Linked DNA regions of Ovis aries: region 2 is linked to region 1. Evidence: chromatin contacts called from public Hi-C data. All regions are on one chromosome and are shown on one strand. The core of a region is the stretch at or near the end of the contact, and the rest is flanking DNA. Distances in the headings are between cores, read along the strand shown. Region 1 holds the start of KIF7 (kinesin family member 7). Region 2 holds the start of ARPIN (actin related protein 2/3 complex inhibitor).

Region 1 (4,610 bases), core at 552-3,051:
AGAAGACTTGAGAGTCCTTTGGACTGCAGGGAGATCCAACCAGTCAATCCTAAATGAAATCAGTCCTGAATATTCATTGGAAGCACTGATGCTGAAGCTGAAACTCCAATACTTTGGCCATCTGATGCGAAGAACTGGAAAAGACTCATTGGAAAAGACCCTGATGCTGGGAAAGATTGACATGGTTGGATGGCATCACTGACTCAATGGATGTGAGTTTGAGTAAGTTCTGGGAGTTAGCAAAGGACAGGGTAGCCTGGCGTGCTGCAGTCCACGGGGTTGCAAAGAGTCGGACACGAGTGAGTGACTGAACTGACTGCCTTTGTCACCTCACACTCCCTGCTCCACCTTCTTAAAAAGTCAGCACATCCTTTGAAGCCAAGCCCCTACCACCAGATACTGCCAATTCCATCTCGTAAATATCAAGTATACCCGCTTCTCTCCATCCTATTACCCAAGCCTGGATCCCGCTCACTGGACAGAATATTTACCAACCTCTTCACTGGCTTCAGCCTCCCTGCACCTTCCTATGTGACAACCAGGGGCATCTTTCAAAAATGCAAATGTGACCACACCACTCTCCTGCTTAAACTGCCCCCCAAACAGGCAAGAGGGGCTCCCTAATGCTCTAGATTCAAAACCTTAACAGGAAAAACAACTTTTAATGGACCCTGCCTACCTTGATGACTTACCCACTAATACCCCACATTTCCTCACCTTTCTCTGCCTGCAGCACACTCAGCTGTTATCAGGGCCACCTCAGGGAGTGCCCTCCCCTCCAAAGAGGGGCGTCTGCTCTGTGGCCCCCCACCACTCACCCACCCACACCCACCGCTCTAGTTCTCCCATCAGCCACTGAACACTCCCTTGCCTTGCAAAAGCCAGATTATCCACTGGTCTCCCCTCACCTCCCAAACTGGGGGCTGGGAGGCAGGGACCCACCTGTCTCCTTCACAGCGTATCTCCAGTATCCAGCACAAGGTCCGACGCTGAGTAGCTGGTGAGTAGTAGATGGGGAAAGGGAACTTTCCCCATGCCCACTCCTCGCCCCCACCCCGAGGGTCACAGCTCTTTATTTTTCACTACTTCTCTCGGCACCTGTAATCGTTCGCTCGTTTGTTCAACCAACAGTCCCAGCTGGGTGTCCGGCCCTGGGGCAGCAGCGGTAACTGCCACGCAATACTACAGGCGCCTTCGGGCATCCCTGAGTCACAGCTTTTCCAGCCCCGCGGTCCCGGCTTCTCCGCGCCCGGGCTTGGGGCCCAGTGCTCTGCGCACCGAAGGCGCCCGGACAACACCGAGGGTTCCGGAGTCGGAGGCGCCGGGCACGGGACAGGAGCTCCGGGAAAGTGGGAAAAGTGATTACAAAGGCGAACCCGACTCTCGCAGCGTGGGTGCTCGCTCCTCCTGGCCAGGCCCGGAATGCCAGCCTCAGGCCCCGACTTAAGGAAGGGGAGTCTCCAGTCCACTCGGAGAGGGGCCTGGAGGAGGTTAGCAAAAATGGGGAGGGAGGGAGTGGTCCTCGTGCTCGGTCAAGGGTCTCCAGGGTTCCGACGCCCACTGCCACCCAACCGAGGCCTGCACAGGCAAGGGACGAGCGCACGCCTCCTCCCTCCCACCCTCCTCCACCCCTCCCCGGCCCACATCAACCTGCTAGGGTGCGAGCGTCGTCTCCCCGCGGGACACTGAGGCTCGGAGCCCCAGCGCGGCGCGGTCGGATGCCGTCACCGGGACCCCCGCCCACCAAAACATCCCGCCCCTCATCCGCAACTCCTCCCGCCTGGGCGCTCCGGGGCGGAGGCGCGGGCTGCGCGGCGCCGCGGAGTCTGTCCGCAGACGGGGCGGAGCGGGGGCCGGAGGGGCGGGGGATCGGGCGTGGCCTGGGCTGAACGGCTGGACCACAGGCCCCGCGACCCCCAGCATCGCCCCGAGTCGCGAGCGCTGCGCGCTGATATTAGCATCTACTCGCTTAAAGCTGGAACACAGCAAGCAACAAGGCCGCCTGGATTTTCCGAGCTGGAAAAGCCCACCAGCTGGTGGAGCGGAGCATCTAGGTTTATGATGCAAGTTGTAACAAGTGGTAAATGAATACTAACTAGGAGACTGTTTCGTTCCACAAGCATTTTCTAACCCTGAGACTCCGGTTAACAGTACCCTAAAAATCAATTCCTGCAGAAGGAAATGGCAACCCACTCCAGTATTCTTGCTTAGGAAATCCCATGGACAGAGGAGCCTGGCGGGTTACAGATAATGGGGTCGCGAAGAATCGGACACGACTAAGAGACTAACACTAACTAAAAACCAACTACTGTAGTTCGATTGTACATTCAGGCGCAGAGACCTTTCCCCTTCCTTTCTATTGCAGCCCTCCCCAAGCCCCGTCAAAGCTCAGCAAAGGTCACCCTTCCTAGACCCCAGGAAGCCTCCAGCCTTGTTTTTATCTGATTTCGCTACCTCTTCTAAAGCCGAGAAGGACTCATCCGCTCTGAGATATTCGGGATTGGGATGGTGTGGCAGAGGCCCTGGCTGCTCCTTGGGCACTCACACCAGGAAGTCATCCCTGGGCCCCTTCTCTGCCCCAGAGCTGGGGTGACCTAGGGGTGGATGGATGAAAGCACTAGGGAGCTCCTGTTCAGGCCTTCTAGCAAGCTGGGCAGAGAGCAAGATGGCCTGAGAAATCCTGGCCCCACAGTTCTGGCTCATAAGTCCCCAGTTTGAAATGGGCATGGGATTCACTGGTGGACCACACTGCCCCCCAGCCTTGGGTTCCTGGCTGGACAACTGGCCCTAGAAGAGGCTAGTGGGAGGTCTGGGCTGCCACTAAGTTCTTAGCCTCTCCAGTTGGGGAGGCAATTTTGTGGGTGAACAGTCAGTGGAAGTCCTGCAGAGGGGGCTCATCATGCGTATTCCTGAGCAGGAGCTGTCCAGGAAACCACCCTCAAACATCTCTTCCAGCATGCCCCGCACCATCCACCCCATCACTCAAGCCATATTTGACTCTTGTCTTCTCCAATATACCACCAAGTTTCAATGTTTAGGAAAACTATGCTTAATACAATGAGCATTAAAACCCAAGTTGTAGGACTTCCCTGGTAGTCCAGTGGTTAAGAATCCTCCGCCTGCGTTTGATGGACATGCATTCGATCTCTGGTCTGGGAAGATCCCACACGCCGGGAAGCAACTAAGCACGAGCACCCTAGAGCCTGTGCCCTGTGGCAAGAGAAGCCACTGCAATGAGAAGCCCAAGAGCCACAAGAAAGACCTAACACAGAAAAGAAAAAAAAAACCATGATAAATGCATGTTATTAAGTGTAACGACTGTTTTTCCATCTCCAAAACTGTGATTCAGTTGGAGGTGCATTTTGTGAGCTGCAACAGAAGAGAGGGAACAATGCATTTCTCTGGAGAGGGACCTTGGCATCCCAGCATGAGGGGAGGTCTTCCTGAGGTCCAGAGTGTGGGTGAGCCATCACACCCACATGAGCAGGAAGGCCAGCCAAACTGATGTCTCTCAGGAGAAAAGCCCCACATCCAGCCTGGAGCTAATGAAGCAGATTTCTGTCATTTAGAGGAGATGCTTCATTTCTCATTTCTCACCAGAAAGTATTCAGAAAGACAGGGCCAGGCTCAGAGCACTTTGCTATCTGTTTAATGATAAAAACAGAATTTTGGGGACAAGCTGTTTGCCTCCTGGGCTGTCCTGTGCCATATGCTGGTTCCAGCACCCTGGTTGGGATCCAGGACAGGGTGAGGGGTCTGGGTCTGGCCAGTGGGTGTGTTGACTTCTATGGCTCTCCTGGCAGGAGGGGCCCCAGGGCTATGGAGGAACAGACAGTAAGGAGTGTGGATTCCAGAACTCCAGGAAGAAGGCGGTGTGGACAAGTGATGCCCAGGATAGCTGGGTGTTTCTATCTACACCATCAGGCCTGAGGCCAGGTCTCCCACAGCTGCCCATGGGGGCCCTGCCAGGGCTACGCTGGACTCTGTCTTCTTAGGCCTCTTAAGCTTCTAAAGGCCTCACTTGCCAGATCCACATCCCCCCTCCCCAGGAAACTGCTGAGTGTGCTGTGGATTGTGAGCGTGAGGTAGGGGGAGAGGGTGAGGTGGGGGTTGAGGTGGGTGAGCTTGATCCCAAAGCTAATTCAAGGTCCTGACCATGTCCCCCTGTGTATGTCCATCAACACTCCCCTTTCCTCATTCTGGACATCCCTAGATTCCAAAACCGTGGATCAAGGCCAACGACTCTTTACACCAAAGGTCTGCTAGGGTCTAGAGTCAGTGTTAGGGAGAGTTAGGGAGCTGGACTCCTAGGTGTGCGACAGAGTGGAGGCCAAGAGGGCACTCATAGGTGAGGGGATAAGCGTGTGTATACAGATGTCAAAAGGATGGACAGAAATGTCAGAATTACCTGTGCAGGTACAGATGACAATAACAAGGAAAACCAAGTTTGGTTTGGAAAGCTATTTACTATTATCTATCAGTATTTTCTTTTATTTATAATTTACTTATTTATTGGTTGTTTTGGGTCTTTTTTGCTGCACAGGCTGTCTCTAGTTGCAGTGAGGGGGCTACTCTTTCTTGAGTGCTCAGGGTCCTCATTGTGGTGGCTT
Region 2 (4,610 bases), core at 675-3,174, 230 kb after region 1:
GCTCTGTTCCATCGGGAGACAGGACCTCTTCAGAGGGCCTTCCAGCCCACTCAGAACCCACAGCTTGAGTCCTGAACCACTGACCTCACCCCATCCTGCTCTAAGCCCTCCCAGTCCTGGCCCCAGACACACCCCTTGGTTTAGGGCCTGGTCTGTCTTCTCATCAAGAACCCAGTCCCCACCCCCAACCCTGGTCTGTCTGCCACCCAACACAGCCCTACTGATCCCTTCCATCCGTGGCCCCTTTTGGTTGCCAATCTCCCAGCCAACCCTCTACCTGCCCTGTGAGCCTCACAAGGAAAGAGCTGGACCCCAAGTCTTGGCATTGGCAGAGTCAAGCAGAGGGAGATACCCTGGTGGGTGGGAACCCTGAAGCCAGTGCCCTGAGGGGGCCCCCTGGGAAACATCCTCACCTTCCTGCCGTGGGCATCCGAGACGCTGTGCCGGGATACATCGAGTAATTCTCCCTCCAGCAGGACGCCATCTCCCCTGAGGGAGAGAGAGAATGAGGGCGTCACTGGCTCTGTCGTCCTCAGGAAAGAACCACAAGTGCAGTGGTCCCACCTGCAGGGCGTTACTGTGACCAGAGCCTCAGTCTTCACATCCGCCAAATGAGAGGAACAACCACCTCACTTGCTTCTATGAGGGTGACATACGACTACCTACCCGAAGGTGCTTTGTAAACTATTAAGCGTTTACAAAATATAAAGAACTTTACTTTTTCATGTAACCAAATTTGGGGGTGGGGTTCTAAGGTCTAAGCTGCTATAAAGTATCTCCTCTTTTCACCTGTTTTAAAGCACTTTCATATTTCTGTTCTCATTCTTATCCATTTCTAGAATGGAGAAACCCAGACTCAGAAGTTTCCTGAGAAGCCCAAGGTCACAGGGTCCCTCACTGAGAGGAACTGGACCCTCCCTTCCCAATTCCAGTTTTCATAAAAGCAGAACCTAGGGACTTCCGCCTTCGGAACTATGGAAATGGAAGAGGCGTGGGGGCAACTGAAGGGATGGGAATGAAATGAAACCTCCCTGGACCTTACCTGTCCCTACCCACCCCCGTTAAGCCCTTCATTCTTTGGTGGTGGTTGGTTGTTTAGTAGCTAAAGTCGTGTCCGACCTTTGACGACCCCACGGACTGCAGCGCGCCAGGCTTCCCTGTCCTTCACCGTCTCTCAGACTCCTTTCTTAAGGTTTTGTCAATGCAAATGGAATGGTCCATTTGTTCTCATAACCTCCGGGTCCATAATGGCAGGGCTGGGCCCTCCCAATCCAACAAGGCCACCGGGCAGGTCTTGCGCTCCCCTAACCCTTCCAGGCCGACTCCCACCCGCTATCCCCGTCCCTGCAGAACACTGTCCTTCTGGAGCTGTGCAAAGGCCTGAAGACAAGGCAAGGGCAAGTGGCGGCACGCGGAGTCACCGGGGCGGGGTAGAGACAAAGGTGGAGGTGAGTAAGCACCGCCTTTTGAGACCCGTTTAGGAGTCGAGACCGACCGTCTGTGAGCTTCACGCCGATCGGTCTCTGTGGGGTGCGCTCCGAGGGGAACACTGTGAGAGACGGTCCCGAGGCCCCGGAGGTGTTAGGCGAGCCCCGCCTTTCCTCCCACCCGCACCCCATCCCGGTGGCGCCACCCCCACCCCAACCCCCGCGCGCAATCAGGGAGCCTGGATTCAAAGCAGATGCTCGCGAGCCGACGGAGGCCGGGCGGGGAGGCGGCGGAGAGACGCGGGCGGAGCCTACCGCTGGTGAGCGGCAGGGTCCCAGGCCCCCGGCAGCCGCGCGCTCCGCACCGCCTTGTTGCGGAGGGCGCTGTCGTGGTAGATGCGGCTCATCCTCCCCACGGCCGCGGTGCCCTGGAGGGCTGGCAAACCGAGCGGGCACGCGGGGCTGGGGGCAGCGCGAGAGGCAGCTTCCGGAGGACGCGCCGAGGCCGGCAATTCCCGGCGGCCGAGCAGGGACTGCGCGGCCCGGCCCCGGACGTTCCCGCGCGGGATTTAAAGGGGCCGAGCCCCATTCCTGCCCGCAGGACCCTGCTTGGTGTTAAGTGGGCTTCCGGGAGGACCGGGCTGGGGCCTTAGCCTGGAGGTGGGGGTGGGATGAAGGAGAGAGCCACTCTCTTCTCTTTTCTCTCCCTCGTCCTTGTTACTAGTGGGAGACCCCTACTCCTTACACGCACAAAGGGGAAATCGAGGCTCAGAGAGCGCATAGGATCAGCTCTGATAGTATGCGTTTCCAAAGAGCAAGAATAGGAAGAAGAGAACGGCCCCTGAGGCGGCTGGGTGGTAAGTGCCGAGCTGCTCTTTTTGCCCGGGTGAGGTCTCACAGTGGCCGAGGAAGGGGTTCTTGGGATCTGTCACGAAGGAGCCTGGGCTTGGGTGTCAGATCAACTGACCTACCAAGGCTGGAATCCGCGCTGTGTGAGCTTGGGCAAGTGCCTCAACCTCTCTGAGCTTCTTACTCTGTAAAACGGGGTCCGAATCAGAGGGGTTGTAAGGGTTTAACGGCTTCCCTGGTGGCTCAGTGGTAAAGACCCTGCCGGTAAAGAACCTGGGACACACAGATCCGATCCCTGGGTTGGGAAGTTCCTCTGGAGAAGGAAATGGCAACACATTCCAGTATTCTGGCCTGGAGAATTCCATGGAGCCTGGCGGGTCCTACAGTGCACGGGGGTCGCCAAGTGTCGGACTCTACTGAGCAACTAAGCATGCACGCTGTGCGCTACTGTATATAAAATAGATAACCAGCAAGGACCTACTGTATAGCAGAGGGAACTCTAGACAATACTCCGTAATGACCTATATGGAAAAAGAATCTAAAGAAGAGTGGGCATATGTGTATGTGAACTGATTCACTTTGCTGTACACCTGAAACACAACATTGTAAATCAACTATACTCCAATAAAAATTTAAAAAAAATTGTCAGTAAACCAAAATCACATTGCTGGTAAATAAAATCAGTTTTCAAACCAAAAAAAAAAAAAAAAAACCAAAAACAAAAACTCCCCAGGCTGATGTAAGGAACTTGCATAACTCAATAGAAAAGGCAGGGTAAATGATTTTTAAAAATAGGCCAATGAACTAAATAGATATTTCTCCAAGGAAGACATACAGATGGACAAAAGATGTATGAAAAGCGGCTCAGTATCACTAATAATCAGAGAAATGCAAACCAAAACCACAATGAGGTATCACCTCACACCTGTTAGAATGGCTATTATCAAAAAGACAAAAGATAAGTGTTAGCAAGGATATGAAGAAAAGGGAACCCTTGTATGGCATTGATGGGAATGTGAATTGGTACAGCCACTACGGAAGACATTATGGAAGTTTCTCATGAAATTAAAAAGAAAACCACCAAATGATCCAGCAATCTCACTCTGGGTATATGCACAAGGAAACTGAAATCAAGACATCAAAGGAAGGTCCACACTACCATGTTTCTTTCACAGCAGCCAAAAAGTAGAAGCAACCTAAATGTCCATCAGTGGATGAATGGCAAAGGAAAATGTGGTATACGCATACTATGGAATATTATTTGGGTTGAAAAAAAGAAGGAAAGCCTGCCATTTGCAGCAACATGGATGCACCTGGAAATGAAAGAAGCCAGGCACAAAAAGACAAGTAGTGTGTGATCTCATTTACATGAGGAATCTAAAATAATCAGACGCAGAGAATGCAGAGGCTGTCGGGGGCTGAAAGGGGGAGGGAGAAACAGGCAGGTAGTAGTCAAAGGGCACAGTTATTTAGGTGTACAAGGTGAATAATACCTGGAGATCTATAACTACGGAGTGCCTGTAGTTAACAATATTATATACTTAAACATTAACTGAGGGTAGATCTCACATTGAGTGTTCTTCCACACACGCACAAACACACGCACACACTACAAAATAATAATAAGACTTGAGGAAACTTGGAGATGACAATATGTTTACAGCATAGCTTGTAGTGATGGTTCCATGAGTGTGTACTTATCTCCAAACTCATGAAGTATATACCTTAAATATGTACACTTTTTGTATGTCACTCATACCCAGGGACTTCCTGGTGGTCCAGTGGTTAGGACCCTGTGCTTCCAAAGCAAGGGACTCAGGTTTGATCCCTGATCAGGGAATTAAGATACCACATGCTGCACCAAGGGGCAACAAACAAAGAAACCTGAATAAAATGATTTAAAAACCAAACCAACCAAAATACTCTCAGGTTGGTCACAGCCGCATGGCCAGAATACCGCCCCCACCACCTCCTTCCCCTTTCTGTATCATCTTTTTCCTTAAATGGCTCCAAATCTTCACTGCCTTTTATGGCAGCCATTAGCTATATGTGGCTATTTAAATTTAAATTTTAGTTCAGTTCAGTCACTCAATCGTGTCTGACTCTTTGCAACCTCATTGACTGCAGCACACCAGGCTTCCCTGTCCATCGCCAACTCCCAGAGCCTGCTCAAACTCATGTCCATCGAATCGGTGATGCCATCCAACCATCTCATCCTCGTCTCCTTCTCCTCTTGTCCTCAATCTTTCCCACCATCAGGGTCTTTTCAGATGAGTCAGCTCTTCACATCAGGTGGCCAAAGTATTCTAGTTTCAGCTTCAACATCCGTCCTTC

Evidence for each region. Hi-C and Micro-C count contacts between places; a contact is called where the count stands out from the background.
Region 2: a Hi-C map of tail adipose tissue shows a contact between it and region 1, with 4 times the contacts expected there. The contact joins the promoter of ARPIN here to the promoter of KIF7 in region 1. A contact is called at or near these places in 2 of 16 Hi-C or Micro-C datasets (hypothalamus and tail adipose tissue).

The regions. Positions count from the first base shown.
Region 1 is chr18:20,398,076-20,402,685 of ARS-UI_Ramb_v3.0, forward strand. It overlaps KIF7 (kinesin family member 7), which reads right to left and starts at 1,802. Exons shown (of 20, transcript XM_042235082.2): 1 at 1,651-1,802; 2 at 943-1,481.
Region 2 is chr18:20,623,826-20,628,435 of ARS-UI_Ramb_v3.0, forward strand. It overlaps ARPIN (actin related protein 2/3 complex inhibitor), which reads right to left and starts at 1,925. Exons shown (of 5, transcript XM_060401638.1): 1 at 1,743-1,925; 2 at 414-489. The coding sequence starts at 1,834.